2 separate regions of the Sus scrofa genome follow, and region 2 is linked to region 1. The links are chromatin contacts, called in public HiChIP or PLAC-seq maps. All regions are on one chromosome and are shown on one strand. Each heading gives the region's core, a stretch centred on a gene start, on an enhancer-like site or on the middle of the called end of the contact. The rest is flanking DNA. Distances are from core to core; before and after follow the strand shown.

Region 1 (7,500 bases), core at 3,413-5,912:
TTGTAGACTTTATGATGACGGCCATTCTGGCTGGTGTAAGGTGGTACCTTATAGCAGTTTTGATGTGCATTTCTCTAATGATGAGTGATGTTGAACATCTTTTCATGTGTTTTTTGGCCATCCATATGTCTTTGGAGAATTGTCCATTTAGATCTTCTGCCCATTTTTTGATGGGGTTGTTTGTTTTTTCGGTATTGAGCTGTAGGAGGTGTTTATACATTTTGGAGATTAATCCATTGTCAGTCGCTTCATTTGCAAAGATTTTCTCCCATTCTGTGGGTTGTCTTTTTGTTTTGTTTAGGGTTTCCTTTGCTGTACAGAAACTTTTAAGTTTAATTTGTTTTTAACTGTCATTACTCTAAGAGGTGGATCTGAGAAGATGTTGCTGTGGTTGGTTTATTTCGCAGTGTTTGGCCTATGTTTTCCTTTAAGAGTTTTATAGTGTCTGGTCTTATATCTAGGTCTTTAATCCATTTTGAGTTTATTTTCGTGTATGGTCTTAGGGAGTGTTCTTTTCCTGTGGCTGTCCAGTTTTCCCAGCACCACTTATTGAACAGGCTGTTTTTTCTCCATTGTCATAGATGAGTTGACTGTAGGTGTGTGGGTTTAATTCTGGGCTTTCTATCCTGTCCAATTGATCTATATTTAGGAAATATAAACTTCTGATTGAAGTGAGGAAGGGGATGGGAATCATTAGTTAACCTTGCCTTACCTGCCCTGAAGCAGCTCAGGAACTGTCGGTCTTCTAAAAGCCTTGGAAACTGCTATTTAGGTGAACTGTTTTAAACATAATTTTAGCGTTGATAACGTGACCTGCTTTCTTATTATATACAGGTACATTTGCAGCTAAAGTTCTTGAGCTGTTTACTTCTAGTACAGAAAAGCAGAGATTAGGAAGGACCTGAAGGAGTCATCTGGTCTGTCCAACTTTTTAAATAGCTTTGGCAGTGGATTGCTATTTTAAAATTAAAATGTTGGAGTTCCCATCGTGGCGCAGCAGAAACGAATCCGACTAGGAACCATGAGGTTGCGGGTTCGATCCCTGGCCTTGCTCAGTGGGTTAAGGATCCGGCGTTGCTATGAGCTGTGGTGTAGGTTGCAAATGTGGCTCGGATCTGGCATTGCTGTGGCTCTGGCACAGGCTGGTGGCTTCAGCTTCGATTGGATCCCTAGCTTGGGAACCTCCACATACTGTGGATGTGGCCCTAGAAAAAGACAAAAATAAATAAATAAAATAAAATTAAAATCTTAAATGGAACCCCAACACATTCTTATGATAATGTAATAATATTAAGGCTGTTTTCATAAGTCTTATAAATACAAATTGGGTGCAATGTAAGACATTTATTAACTGCTCTGGATCAGACATTACCATAGGTATTTGAGTTACAGTGGTGAAAAATATTAACACAGCTCCTGCTCATATAGAACATGCAGCCTGAAAGAACAACCTTAAACAAATGATTACTTAAAACTGTATAAAGCATTATGAGGAGGAAGTTTATCAGCCTCAACATTCAATTTATTTCTCATTTTGTTTTGTCCAGTATTAAGAAAATCCTAGTTGAAATAAATGTCATTATAAATGATTTTAAAAAAAATCAACCCCTCTTAGCATTCCATGTCCAAACTACATTTGAGTGCTACTTGTATATACGCACACACTTATGCATGTATATTTTATATATATTTCATAAATGTGTTTATTATATAATTATAATTTTAATTTTTTTTTTAGGGCCACCCTCATGGCATATGGAGGTTCCCAGGCTAGAGGTCGAATCAAAGCTGCAGCATCCAGCCTACACCACAGCCACAGCAACGCCAGATCAGAGCCACGTCTGCAGCCTACACTGCAACTCATGGCAATGCTGGATATTTAACCCGTCGAGTGAGACCAGGGATCAAACCCCCAACATCATGGATACTATAGATGGGTTTGTTATCGCTGAGCCCAATGAGAACCCCCTAATTATAATTTTTAAATGTTCTAAAATAGTCATTATGTATACATATTTCATGAGGTTTTTCTATTCAAATTTTCAGTTGGAAAAAAAAATTTAATTGGTTATTGGTCATCCTCCGTAATGAACCTACATCTGTGATAATATTTTTTCTTTTGTCTTTTTGCCATTTCTTGGGCTGCTCCCATGGCATATGGAGGTTCCCAGGCTAGGGGTTCAATTGGAGCTGTAGCTACCGGCCTACACCAGAGCCACTGCAACGTGGGATCAGAGCCATCACTGCAAACTACACCACAGCTTTCAGCAGCACTGGATCCTTAACCCACTGAGCAATGCCAGGGATCGAACCCTCAACCACATGGTTCCTAGTCGGATTCATTAGCCTCCGAGCCACGACGGGAATTCCTGTGATAATATTTTTTTAAAAATTTAATAGACTTTTTAATCGAAAAATAAACATACCATTGTTTTTGTGAGTTATAAGTGCTATCCCATAGGCATGCTTATAGAAAGACATGTAACTTCTTTATTTTCCTACTTCAAATACACAGAAACCCACCTCTGTTTGTCTTCATCTCATCCTCCTTTCTTGTTTTGCAATAGAAGAGTTATCCTTCCCATCTAACACTAGGAATTAGACCTATAGTTATATCTTAACCGCTTTTCACTTCTGAAGGCTTAAACTATTTATTATCCCTCTCTCATAGATGTTCAACCTTTTCCTTTTAAGTAGATTCTTCCCATCTGGTTTTGAATATCCTCAAATCACTAGCATGTAGAATGGGTGGGGTATTGAATCCCTCACTTAGCCCCCACACTTTCTTCTAGCAGTTGTCCTATTATTACCAATTCCCTGCTTCCTTCACAGCCAGATTTCTCAAAAGAGCTGTCAGCACCCTCACTTCTTAATCCATTCTGGCTTCTAGTCCCATTACTAAACTGAAGCTGTCTGGGTTAAGTTCAGCAGTGACCTCCATATTGCCAACACCATGGACTTTTTATATGACTCATCGTACTTGCAGTTCACTAGTAGGTCATCTTTCATTTCACTTACATTTTTGCTTTTTAGGGCCGCACCCATAGCATGTAAAAGTTCCCAGATTAGGGGTCTAATTGGAGCAGCAGCTGCTGGCCTATGCCCCAGCAGTGTAGGATCTGAGCCATGTCTCTGACCTACACCATAGCTCACAGCAACACCGGATCCTTAACCCACTGAGCCAGGCCAGGGATTGAATGTGTGTCTTCATGAATGCTAGTCATATTCATTTCCGCTGAGCTATGATGGGAACTCCCTCACTTATATTGTTTCTATGATATTTCATGAGCTTCTATGTTTAGTTATCAGCTCTACACTAAAGAGTTGAATTGCCTGTCCACATCTAAGGCAGATTTGACTCTCCCTCTGCCTTCTTGATATCTCCATCTTATTCGGATGTTTCCTTCAGAGATAGTGATGTTGGCAATTCGGATGTGCCAAAGAGGAGCCATAAATTGCTTCCTTTAAGTGAGAAAATGGAGAGTTCTCGATCTGATAAGGTGAGAAAAAAAATTGTATGTTGTTGAGGTTGCTAAGGAGTTTGGCATAAATGACTCTTCATATATAAAATTATGAAGGAGAAATTCATAATAGTTTTGCTATTGCACATCAGATCAAACTTTTTTGTATGTGCAAAAGCCAAAGTGCATGCATGATTAGTTCTTAGTTAAGGTGGAAAAGACATTAAGTTTGTATAAGATGTTTTGAAAGACCACATTCACCTAACTTTCATTACAATATATTGTTATAACTATTCTGTTTTATCATTGTGGTAACTTTCTTACTGTGCCTAATTTAATTTATAAGTTAAACTTTATCATAGATATGTATGTATATATAGGGGAAAAACAGTATATATAGGGTTCAGTACTCTGCAGTTTCTGGCATTCACTAGGCTACCTGGAATGTACTCCCCATGGAATGTCTGTATATTCAGCTGTATGTTCAGTGATTAGAATGTTACCTAGCAGGTGGTGGGTGCTCAGTGAGCATCTGGTGAACGAGAGGATGAATAAATGAAACAGAATTGTAGCTCTCTTTCCAGTAACTTGTTTTTAATGTAGTGGTTATATGCCATAGATGTATGTATTTTAAGATATGAATGGTTCAGTTGGTTTTAATATTTTAACATTTTAAAATTTTACATTATTTTTAAAAATTTAATTTCTTTGGATAAATATGTCTTCTGTGGAACTTTTAAAATATTGTGGATTTGTGGTTTCATAGTTGATCACTAGAGTGTGCTATAACATCAGGGCTCTTAATTGTGAAAAGGGTGCTGTTACACTGCTTTGGAAATTTTAGCTAAAGGAGCATATGATGGATCATGCTCTCTCCATAGTTTGGGTGTTTGGTAAGTGGAAGTTAATGTTTTAAATAGTTATGTGTTGTCATCTGATCACTGAGAAAGAAAACTGCTTGGATTTCATTTTAATTTAGTCATAGGAAATATGTAATCATAAGAGCTTTTTTAAAAGGAAGTAATAAAATATAACAGATAAAGTAAAATATTTATTAATTCACCAAATTATGTGACATTTGGTATATGTATGGTATTCTGCTGGCTTCTCTTGGGTATACATAATACACAGGCCCAGCCTTAAATGTATTTGAAGTCTAGGTGGTGTGTCTACATATGCACACATGGAAGTTCATTGACAGAAGAATAAAATTACAGTTTAACAGTGTTAAAGAAGTCACAAAGCAGTGTATGACTAAGTGCTATATGAGAGGTTCAGAGAAGGAAAAATGACCATGGGCTTGTACTCATTGAGGAGTACAAGCTGGAGTATTATAAACTCTTTCCCTATCCTGTTCCAAATATTTAATCATTATATTTATGGCCATATGAACAGTATTAGAAAAATACTGATCCATTTCATTGCTACAAGCTTTTGAACATAGAATGAGATCATTAAAAGCAGAGAGGAGAACAAATGGAGAAATAGTGGGAATTAAAGCAGGAAGATAGGAATGCTTATTCTAACATAGGACGGGATCATTAAAAGAAGAGAGGAGAGACAAATAGAGAAAATAGTGGGAATTAAAGCAGGAAGACAGGAATGCTTATTATTCTTTAGGGAATCAGGATAGTAGGGAGAGAGGAAATTCCTCTCAGGAAATTCCACAAATAACACATTTTTGTTTTAATTGTAGAAAATGTGATTTTTTTTCCCCCTCTAATATTAGGGATATCCAAGAATGGCAATGTTACTTACTGATGTGAAAAGAGAAATTTATGCAGTTTCTGTTTGTTTATTGTTACTCCTGTTCTTTTCCATTTTAATGTGTTTTCTTTCATTTTCCTTTCACTGAAATACCCCCTTATGTAATTCTGGGCAGAAAATGTGAACTTGTGTTTCTAATTAGTAAGAAAAACTATGTGTGAGACAAAATCATATCAGCTCCCATTTTTTATAAAAACCTTTGTAATTGGGATAATGCGTAGTTCTTTTTAAAAATGTCAATTGTATAAGCAAGAAGTAATTTAGTTGTTCTCTTAAAGTCTAAATTTGGCAAGATTAATGTTCCTCACTTTGAACAAAAGTCTTTGAAAGATTTTAGCCAGCCATTTTATGTTGTTTCTTAGAAGGCTAAATTTTATACAGATTATCTATTGGGATGTCTTTTTCTATGTTGCAAATACCTAAAGCTTCATAATGTTATTATTTTTTATCTGAAAGCTTAGGCATTTTATATTTAATCATAGCTCTGTTTTAACTGGTTTGCTTCATTCTAAGATGAAATTTTGATAGATTTCAAGTTGTTTGAGTAAATTTATAATTGATGATTTTCTCCATTGAAAGTCATTTATGGAATTGTAGCGTTATAATCTTATGAAACAGATTTGAGTTTTAGTCTGATGTTTACCAGTAGCCTTCTGTGAACCTTTCTGAATTGAGAACAGTAATGCCTACCATATAGGTTTATTACAAAGGTTCATGTCATATAATTTATATGAAAGTACTCTGTAAACTATAAAATGTTACATAAAGTTTTTTACCTAAGCTCTGATTGCTTAACTTTAACAGAACCTATGTAGGTTATTATAGTCCTTATATTTAATTCTGTTAACCAATGACATATTTTTAAAGATGGGGCTTGTAGTTACTGCTTCTTACTTAACAAATAATTGGTTTTACATTATTTTCACATTTCTTTGAAAGTGCAAAACACAAGCTGATCCCTAAGCCCCAAGGATGATTTTTGAGCACCAGTTAAGTTATGTTTTCATTACTCTGTGTTATACTTTATTGTCCTAAAATGCCTCTAGTCTCCAGTCTTAATTGACTTAAGAATTTTTCAAGGAACTTAACCAAGGGGATTTTGCATTTAGTCTGTCTAAGGTAATTATCAGAATGTAGCATATTTCCATTTAGTTTACAGTCATTCTAGTTTAGATTTTCATCATCTCATAACAAGTTTAACCCAACAACCTTCTAGTTCATCTCCTTGGCTTTATTTTTCTTCTGGTCAGAAGTTTTCTTTTACTTCATCCTGGAGACTTCTTTTTTGGATATCAGTGGTCAGGTATCCAGTAAGTTTCAAGTCATAGAACTTCATTAAAACTAAGAGCCTGTTACCTACCTATTTTCATTTCAGTTTGTATTTCAGTACCTACATCTAGAATAAACAAGTTATCAGTAATTCAAAACAATAAGGAACTTCAAAAAAAAAAAAAAAAAAACCTCTGCTTTTATTCCATCCCATGCTTAAAACCCTTTGGCTTTCTGCTTCAGTTATTTATTTTCTAGTTTTTTACAAACAACTATATATTCCGGGTGTTCTGCTGGACATTGAGATACAAAGATGAAAGAAAAGTCCTGTACCTTGAGAGACTAGTCTAGCAGTTAAGACACAGATGTGTAAACAGTACAAATACCACGTGTGAAGGTCTAAAGCAGTAATTGACATGGTCTGAGAGCAGAGAGGAGGTGATGTTTGGGAGGCAGCTGTGTTCACCACTGTGCCACCAGTGCACACAAGACAAGGTGATATTTGAGCCAGTCCTTGAAGAATGAGAAGACGTTTGTAATGGACTGTAGTCTATAGACTGCAGGGGAGAGGAGAAATAAAGGTAGCTTTGTAAGAAAGGTACTCTGTACTCTGAGTGAAAAGGCCTGGATTTGTCCTCAGAAAAGAAAATCATGGACTTGGAGAAGAGACTTGTGGCTGCCTGATGGGAGGGGGAGGGAGTGGGAGGGATGGGGAGCTTGGGCTTATCAGGACACAACTTAGAATAGATATACAAGGAGATCCTGCTGAATAGCTTTGAGAACTTTGTCTAGATACTCATGTTGCAACAGAAGAAAGGGTGGGGGAAAAAATGTAACTGTAATGTATACATGTAAGGATAACCTGACCCCCTTGCTGTACAGTGGGAATATAAAAAAAATTATTTAAAAAATTAAAAAAAAAAAAAAGAAAAGGCCTTGATTTGAGTTCTGTCTTTAGCATTTACTCACTTTGCAAATCAGGCAAATTATCTAATCTTCTTTG
Region 2 (7,500 bases), core at 3,632-6,131, 460 kb after region 1:
AAGATCAGCCATGACCTCACATCCCCCCATCCCTCCCTTGAACCAGATGCTCTAATAACATGACCACAGACTGTCTGTTACGTAATTTGTCCACATTCAGATTCTATTTCACATCCAGTGACCAATTACACAAAATTATATAGCCTGGGCCAGTAATTTATTCATTCAGAAGCCTTTAAGAGTTTGTGTGAGCATTTAATCCCCTTCCCATATTTTTAGCGTCTCTAGGGAAAAGTGTTCCTTTCCAAGAAAAGGACTCACATAAGGAACACAGACTGCTAGGTTTGAATCTCAGTACTACTCTGAGAGCCCTTGAGGAATCTTTTTTTTCCCCCTCCCTAGCAGTTAGCTCAGGTGTAGAAGAGGAATAGCCACTCCTACCTCATTGGATTTTTGTGAGCAGTGAGTTAGTTCACATAAACTGCTTAGCATTCTGCCAGATACACATTATATGCTCAATAAATATCTGCTATTTGTATGATAAGTATTATCAGTTTACCTGTGATATTTATCACAATGGCAATATTACTCTAGCCATCAACTGAATAGACAGTTAATGAATACATTCACAAATATTTATCAAATATTTACTCTGTACGAGGCATTATTGTAGGCACTGAATAGATAAAGCATACACGGTAGATCAGTATCTATAGCCTTGCGGGATTTCATCCTTACGGGAGGTGGAGAGGATAGAGAATTAAAATCAAAATACAATCAGGCAAAATGTTACCACATGTCAGACGATGATAAATGCTAGGGTGAAAATTAATGCAGCAGCAAGACTGGGAGTACAATTCAGCATAGCCTGGGAGATCAAGGAAGTCTTCCTGGATATGGGAGACTTTTTCTCCTAAGGGGCTGAAAGACCTGGGCTAGGTTGCCAGATTTAGCAAATAAAAATACAGGCTGTCTGGTTAAATTCAACCTAACATCCTGTATTTTATCTGGCAACCATGTCTGCAGATGGGGGGGGGGGTGAAGAACGAGTCCTGAGTTTCCCTTGGGGATCAAGGATAAATGAGGTTCAGTGACAAATTCTGATGGGGTGGGACGAAGGGGCACAGTGCGAAAGTGAGGTCAGGAGCTGGGGCCAGGCTCCCTCACCCTGCATAGTGATGTCCTGAGATTCCCCTCCACTCCTGCCTTGAGGGAGTGGGAAGTGGAACATGCGGAGCTTGGCTTCCTCTTAATTCCTGATATTTGTTGCTTTGTGTCGTGGAAAGTCAAACTGAAAATGACCTGAGATATCAAGTTAGACAATCCTCATGAAACAGACCCAGAAATGTTAAATGAGCTGCTTCCTATGGTGAAGATAGTGCCTCTCTGAACCTGGATTTTTATTTTAGATGCTTGAAACGTCAGTGAGCTGCAAGGAAAAAATTCCCCATATATGACTTACTAATGCTTTTCCTTCATAATTTTTTTTGTTTTTTTTTTTTTTTTTTGCTTTTTAAGGCCACACCTGCAGCATATGGAGGTTCCCAGGCTATGGGTTGAATCAGAGCTACAGCTGCTGGCCTACAGCACAGGTGCAGCAACAGAGGATCTGAGCCATGTCTGCGACCTACACCACAGCTCATGGCAATGCCAGATCCTTAACCCACTGAGCGAGGCCAGGAATTGGACCTGCAACCTCATGGTTACTAGTCAGATTCATTTCCACTGCTTCACAACAGGAACTCCTCCTTTGTAATTTTTCACCTGTGGTTCAGGCTAGCACACTTTCCCCCAGAAGGATGATTTCAAAAGTGGGTAGTGGTACTTACCCCACAATGTAATTCTCCTTCCAACGATTCAATTCTGGCTCTTATACCCAGTGAGGCAGAGTTGTCTTTATCTCAGCTGGGGACTCTGGTGGCACTATTGATGATTGCATGAAATTGAAAGATGGGGACAATTCCTGCTTAAACAGGAGGGCTAAGGATTTTGTTCATTTTTGAAAGTTCAGTTTCTAGAGCAGTGCCCAGTATATTGTAGGTACTCTGTGAATATGAATATAAATAATGGATAGGGATTTACAGTATTAGGAAGTTTTCTTAAAAGCAAAACCTAAATTTTTGTTAAATCACATTGAAGTAACACTTATTTGTGTGCTTCTGCCCAAAATAAGTGTGTTAGAAATGTTTTCTTGCAGATGTTGGAAAAAAAATGTATCCTACAGTGATTCAGAGACTAGGCCCAGATAATCCTCACTTCACACTTCTTAGCCATGTGACTTTTCCTTGTCTTTGTACCTCAGTTCCCTGTTCTATAAAATAAAGGCTAAATACTAGTATCATACTAGTGTTTTTTTTCCTCATCAAATCATCGGAATAAGTTGATATTTAAAACATTTACATCAGTGCCTATTTCATACAAGACACTAGGATGCTAGCTATTAATCTTATCCTAATATTTTAATATCCCTAATATATTTATATTATCTCTAATACAATAATTTAGCACATTGTCTGAAATGTGGTGGTTGTTGAGTGACTAAATGATGTTTATATTTTAGAAAAAAATTAAACTGTTTACTATTTAGAGTCCTTCAGAAGATATTGCAAAAGAGTATAATGACTAAAAATGTCATCACTTGGAAGTTCCCTTCGTGGCTCAGTGGAAACTAATCCCACTACCATCCATGAGGATGTGGGTTCGATCCCTGGCCTCGCCCAGTGGGCTGGGGATCAGCATTGCCATGAGCTGTGGTGTAGGTTGCGGACACGGCTCAGATCCCATGTTGCTGTGGCTGTGGTGTAGGCTGGCAGCTGTAACTCTGATTTGACCCCTAGCCTGGGAACCTCCATATGCTGCAGCTTGGCCCTAAAAAAGCAAAAAAAAAAAAAAACCCAAAAAACAAAAAAAAAAAACCAAAAACAAAACAAAAAAACACATGTTACCACTTGACTGGTCTAGTCATTAACACCCTAAGTGGAACAATTATAAGGATGAATAAGCCTTTGTCATTGACCTCTCTGGAGCTGCAGTGCAAACATATTTGTATAGGAAGGAGGCATTGTTTTCCCCTTTTAAAGTCGGCTGTGTCTACCTTGGCGAAGTTTAGAGGCTCTGAGCATTTGATGTTGGGAATCCAAAGAAAATACAGCTTGAGAGTGAGGTAGAAGAGTGGCTTGCCAAGATGTGTTTGCACCATTTTCCCTTCCACCTATACCTACTCACAAGTATACCACAGAGGTAACTCCATACTTACTTCATAGTATTAAGTATGGCTTTCTCTCATGAGAATAAATCCACATTGGCTAAATGTATGGGTATTTTTCCTAATAGTCAAACCCAACGATTCCTTTTTGGCCCCCTCCTTGATTCTCCAAAGTGTTTCTGGTGTGTTGTCCTTTGTGAAAGTACTATACCCTCGGAAGCTAAAATCCTCCCTCTAACCCCTACCATAATTGTCTCCATGGGCTAAAATCCTCCCTCTAACCCCTACCATAGTTGTCTCCGTGGGCTAAAAATCCTCCCTCTAACCCCTACCATAGTTGTCTCCGTGGGCTGTTCCTCTCTGCTTCTCACTTCCATGTAGTGGCTCATTTTTCTTTGCTTCCCAGTGATCTATATTTAGATCTCTCTTCTTATAAATTTTACCTTCATCCATGTTTTACAGTATCATATATTAACTAGTGAAGTAGGCTAAAGAATGGGCTCCAAGGATATCAAGTTCCAATCCTTGGAATTTATAGATGTTAGCTGGTAGACAGGATTAAGACAACGGTCTTAACATGGAGAGAGTATCCTGGATTATTTTGCATTACGGAGAGGGGACTTCAGTGTTAACATTTGCCTCTTTAAAAGAGAGAGGGAGATGAAGTTTTGATCTAGAAAGCAGAGGAGAAGACAATGTGAGGCAGAGAGTGGAATAATGAGGTTGCAATCCAGGAAACACCGGCAGCCATCAGAAGCTGGAAGAGGCAAGAAACGGATTCTTCCCCAGGGTCTCCAGAGGGAGGGGGCGTGGCCTGCCAGCACCATGACTTGGGTCCCATGATACTGATTCTGGATTTTGGACCTCTGGCCCCCACAACTGTGAGAGAATATACTTCTGTTGTTTTAAAGTCCAAATTGAACAGCAGCCACAGGAAACTAACAATCAGAAAAACTAAAATCTACCTCTGTAGTTAACCTTTTTTCTGAGCACCAGATCGATAAAACCAAAAATTTCTGGACATCATCAGATTTCTCACTTAATGCTCGTGCTAACCATTACGGAATACTTGCAGTGTGCAGCATAAAGCCTTAGAGAAATATGATTTCATGTAATTCTCATTCTAATACTCACTCCAATCTGATGAGGTAAATGCTTTATTATCTTCATGTTAGAATAAGGGACTTAAGACACAAAGAATATAAGTAGCTGGACCAAGGTTGTAAAGATGGTAAGTATTAGAGCTGGATTTGCAGCCCAGTGTGATCTGGCGTCAGAGTCAATCAGTAACAGTGATCTGCTGCTTCAAATTATCTGATTTTGTGGGCTAGGCAGAGCTTGTGACACATCCAAGCAGCAGTGTCTAGACCCCTGAGGACAGATCACTTTAGATAAAAAATCTTGACAGAACCCCCACAGCCTACAAAGGCTTTGTCCAGTTCTTTGCAGTCATAGAAGGGGCAATTTGCTGCTCTTGTTCAAACAGCAAAGTATCTGAGGCTAGAACACTTCCCAAATCTTATGTAGTTTCAGAATTAGACCCTGCGTCATGAGGGTGCTTTGAGCATGAACTGAATTACTGTTGCCTTCTAAAAGCCTCATGTTTATTAACGAACTCTGTTCACAGAGTGCTATGGCTATCCTATTTCTATGGTCACTCGCCCTAGGTTGCTACTGGGCTCTGGGGCAAAACAGAGAAACTGAAACTGAAAGCATCACCCCATAGTATTTATAGTTTGACCTTGTGTGCCAAGTGTGATACATCTGGAGGCCCGGGACCCTGAGGTGTCCAGGAGGCCCCTCTTGGTTCTTCCCTTAGAGTCACTCTTGAAACGTGGACAGTAAGTACGATAGCTCCAGTATCTTTGTCACCTACTAGGTGCCCAGCAGCTACCCTATGCTATCCATTTAATCCTTTCCACATTTCTGCAAAGCAAGTATTATTGCCGTTATAGAGATGAGGAAACTGACGCTTAAGAGAGGTGAACTAATTTGTCCAAGTTCACAGACCTTTTTGGTGGCAGGGTAGAGCTAGGATTTAAAGGATCAGACAAAATTATTAAACTGGATTAAAGCATTTCTTAACATAATCTAAGTTGCTTCAGGTTGCCTTGGGTGGTGCTGGAGGAGGGGTAGGAGGGAAGAAGGTGCTTCCTGTTTCAGGAAGATGTCCCCTCCATTCTCCAGGGAGACAGATATCATGATTTCTGCCTCTGAGATTGCCTCTGCTTGTGCACAGAGGACTTTAGTGATAACACTTGTATTATTGTTTATGACATATGTATAAGTATCCACAGGTTACCAAGTATACCTTAGCATCAAAGAGTTCTTTCCACCAGTGGGGGAGGGTAGGAACCTGCCCTCATCCTCTAAATTCTGTCTTGGGATATAGACTTTGTGCAGAGGTGGATCTCCTAGGAAGCTAAAGACATTTAAATCTTTGGGGATTCTCATTTGTTCAGGCATATGCTTCTGCAACATTTGGAAAAGTGAAACAATTTAACCATATGCTATCTCTCTCTGTTTGGAATTCCTCTCCACCTCCCTTCACACTGGGTGGTGTCAGATGAGTTGAGGACACTTTGGGTATTTGGTGAATGGCGAATTGAACTGGGAATCCTTTTAGAGTGGGTTTGGTGGGATGTATTTATGTGGATTGCCATTGCTTCCAGGTGTAGCTAAGCTGGGTTACCTGACCTCATGCAGGAGCACTTTCAGAAATACTTCCACTGCCCACTCATATGGGGTCATGGAATAAGGACATAGGATTAGAGGTTTCAATGAGATCTGAGCATGCTCTTATAATGCCAGATGTATGTGGCTATACAGGATTAAAAAAGGTTCCAAATTGTTCAGAGCCAAAAGCTTCCTTATGGAAAGTTCTTCACATCATCCTACATGAAAAATTGTAGGCAAATCTCTGGTTCTCATGGATGAATGTGGTTAACTCAAAAGTTCTCTCCTATCAAGGAGATTCATGAGGGAGCAATCAGAGTTTGCAACCAAAAAACAAAACAAAAAAACAAGAAACGTACTAAAAATATACTAATATACCACAGGGGTATATCAGGAAGGTAATAAAAAAACATTATTTTTATGGAGTTTGTGATGTTTGTGGTATTTTCCAGCGTTTTAAGAATATATTTTGTGGAGATTTCTTATTTATTTATTTGTTTATTTGGCTGCCAATGGCATGTGGAAGTTCCCTCCTGGGTCAGGGATTGAACCCCACAGTGGTGACCCAAGCTGCTGCAAGTGCTCTTTTCTTTTTCTAATTAAATAATCACATTTGTATCTACTGCTTATTATCTTGTACTCTTTCTGTGAAAGAGGGCTCCTGCCATTGTGTAAGTTTCAGATCTCACAAATCTGATATCTGCCTCTATCCCTATGGCCCTTAAAAATGAACTAACTAATCAGATCCTTTGCAAATGGTAGTGGCAGAAGAAAGATGGAAGAATCCAGGCCTGTGGGCTGCCAGGGGAGTGGGCTTGGAATGTACCAGGGCCTTGGACTGTCTGGTTCTGGTGTGAACCATCAGGTCCCAGACACTGCCTGGCTCCCAAGCTTCACTAACACTGTCACTTTTTTTCCTGCAAGGCTGGTCTAATGAAGAGGCAGTTGCTGTCACTTTTTGGAATAGGGAAGCCTTCCCCAACTTGCTACCACATCGAATCTCTTCTCTACCTCCTACTAGGCTTCCAAGGTTTGACATACACACAGGCAGGACTTTCAGCACATGCACATGCGCTCCTATGTTCAGAAAGTTTTTCAGTCTTCAAGCAAAAAGTTCAAGCAAAGTTCTTCAGTCTTCAAACTTGCAAGCAATTTCATCGTAATCCAGTATCCCTTAGTGCTGAGGTTTAGGGGATGCTGAGGAAGATGCGGGCACCTCCATTTTTGAGCATCTCCTATGTCTCAGGCCTCATGCTGTGCACTACATCATGTCCACTCTCAGTTTATCCTCCAACAGAAGAGGCTTAGAAGGGCCACTGAACCTTGGCTGAACAAGATTTCATAGAGATTAGGGCACACAAAAAGTTAAATGACAAGTTAGGAGACAAGGGCTTAAAAAAAAATGGGGGGGCATCTCACCATCATGCCTTGGGCCAGCCCTGCTTTCTACTGTTTTTCCCCAACTCTCGTAAAATGCTGATTACTGCTTCTCCTAATTGCACAGGGCAGGGTAAAATACACTCTACATTACTTCAGATATTAAAAAGAAAAATAACCCCTTGGTGATGAAAGGATGTCCATCTAGCATAAGGAACATAATTGGGATTAAAAGCCAAATGACACCTGAATTTTGACAAAAATCAATTCTCGGGGGAGAAAGGGTTTTCAAAACAACTAGA

What was found. HiChIP or PLAC-seq counts read pairs in DNA pulled down with a chosen protein or histone mark.
Region 2: an H3K27ac HiChIP or PLAC-seq map of alveolar macrophages shows a contact between it and region 1. The contact joins two enhancer-like sites. A contact is called at or near these places in 2 of 47 Hi-C or Micro-C datasets (embryonic fibroblasts and subcutaneous adipose tissue) and 1 of 2 datasets of contacts at active chromatin or transcription factors (alveolar macrophages).

The regions. Positions count from the first base shown.
Region 1 is chr1:84,057,944-84,065,443 of Sscrofa11.1, forward strand. The region is part of intron 26 of IBTK (inhibitor of Bruton tyrosine kinase); the gene reads left to right. Among named protein-coding and RNA genes, the nearest start is that of IBTK, 88 kb to the left of the region's middle. Within about 2 kb of position 4,663, at least 6 of the 83 cell types and tissues checked have an H3K27ac peak or open chromatin away from gene starts, as enhancers often do. A contact at or near this core is called in alveolar macrophages, where this site is marked.
Region 2 is chr1:84,521,275-84,528,774 of Sscrofa11.1, forward strand. No RefSeq gene overlaps it. Among named protein-coding and RNA genes, the nearest start is that of FAM46A, 20 kb to the right of the region's middle. Within about 2 kb of position 4,882, at least 9 of the 83 cell types and tissues checked have an H3K27ac peak or open chromatin away from gene starts, as enhancers often do. A contact at or near this core is called in alveolar macrophages, where this site is marked.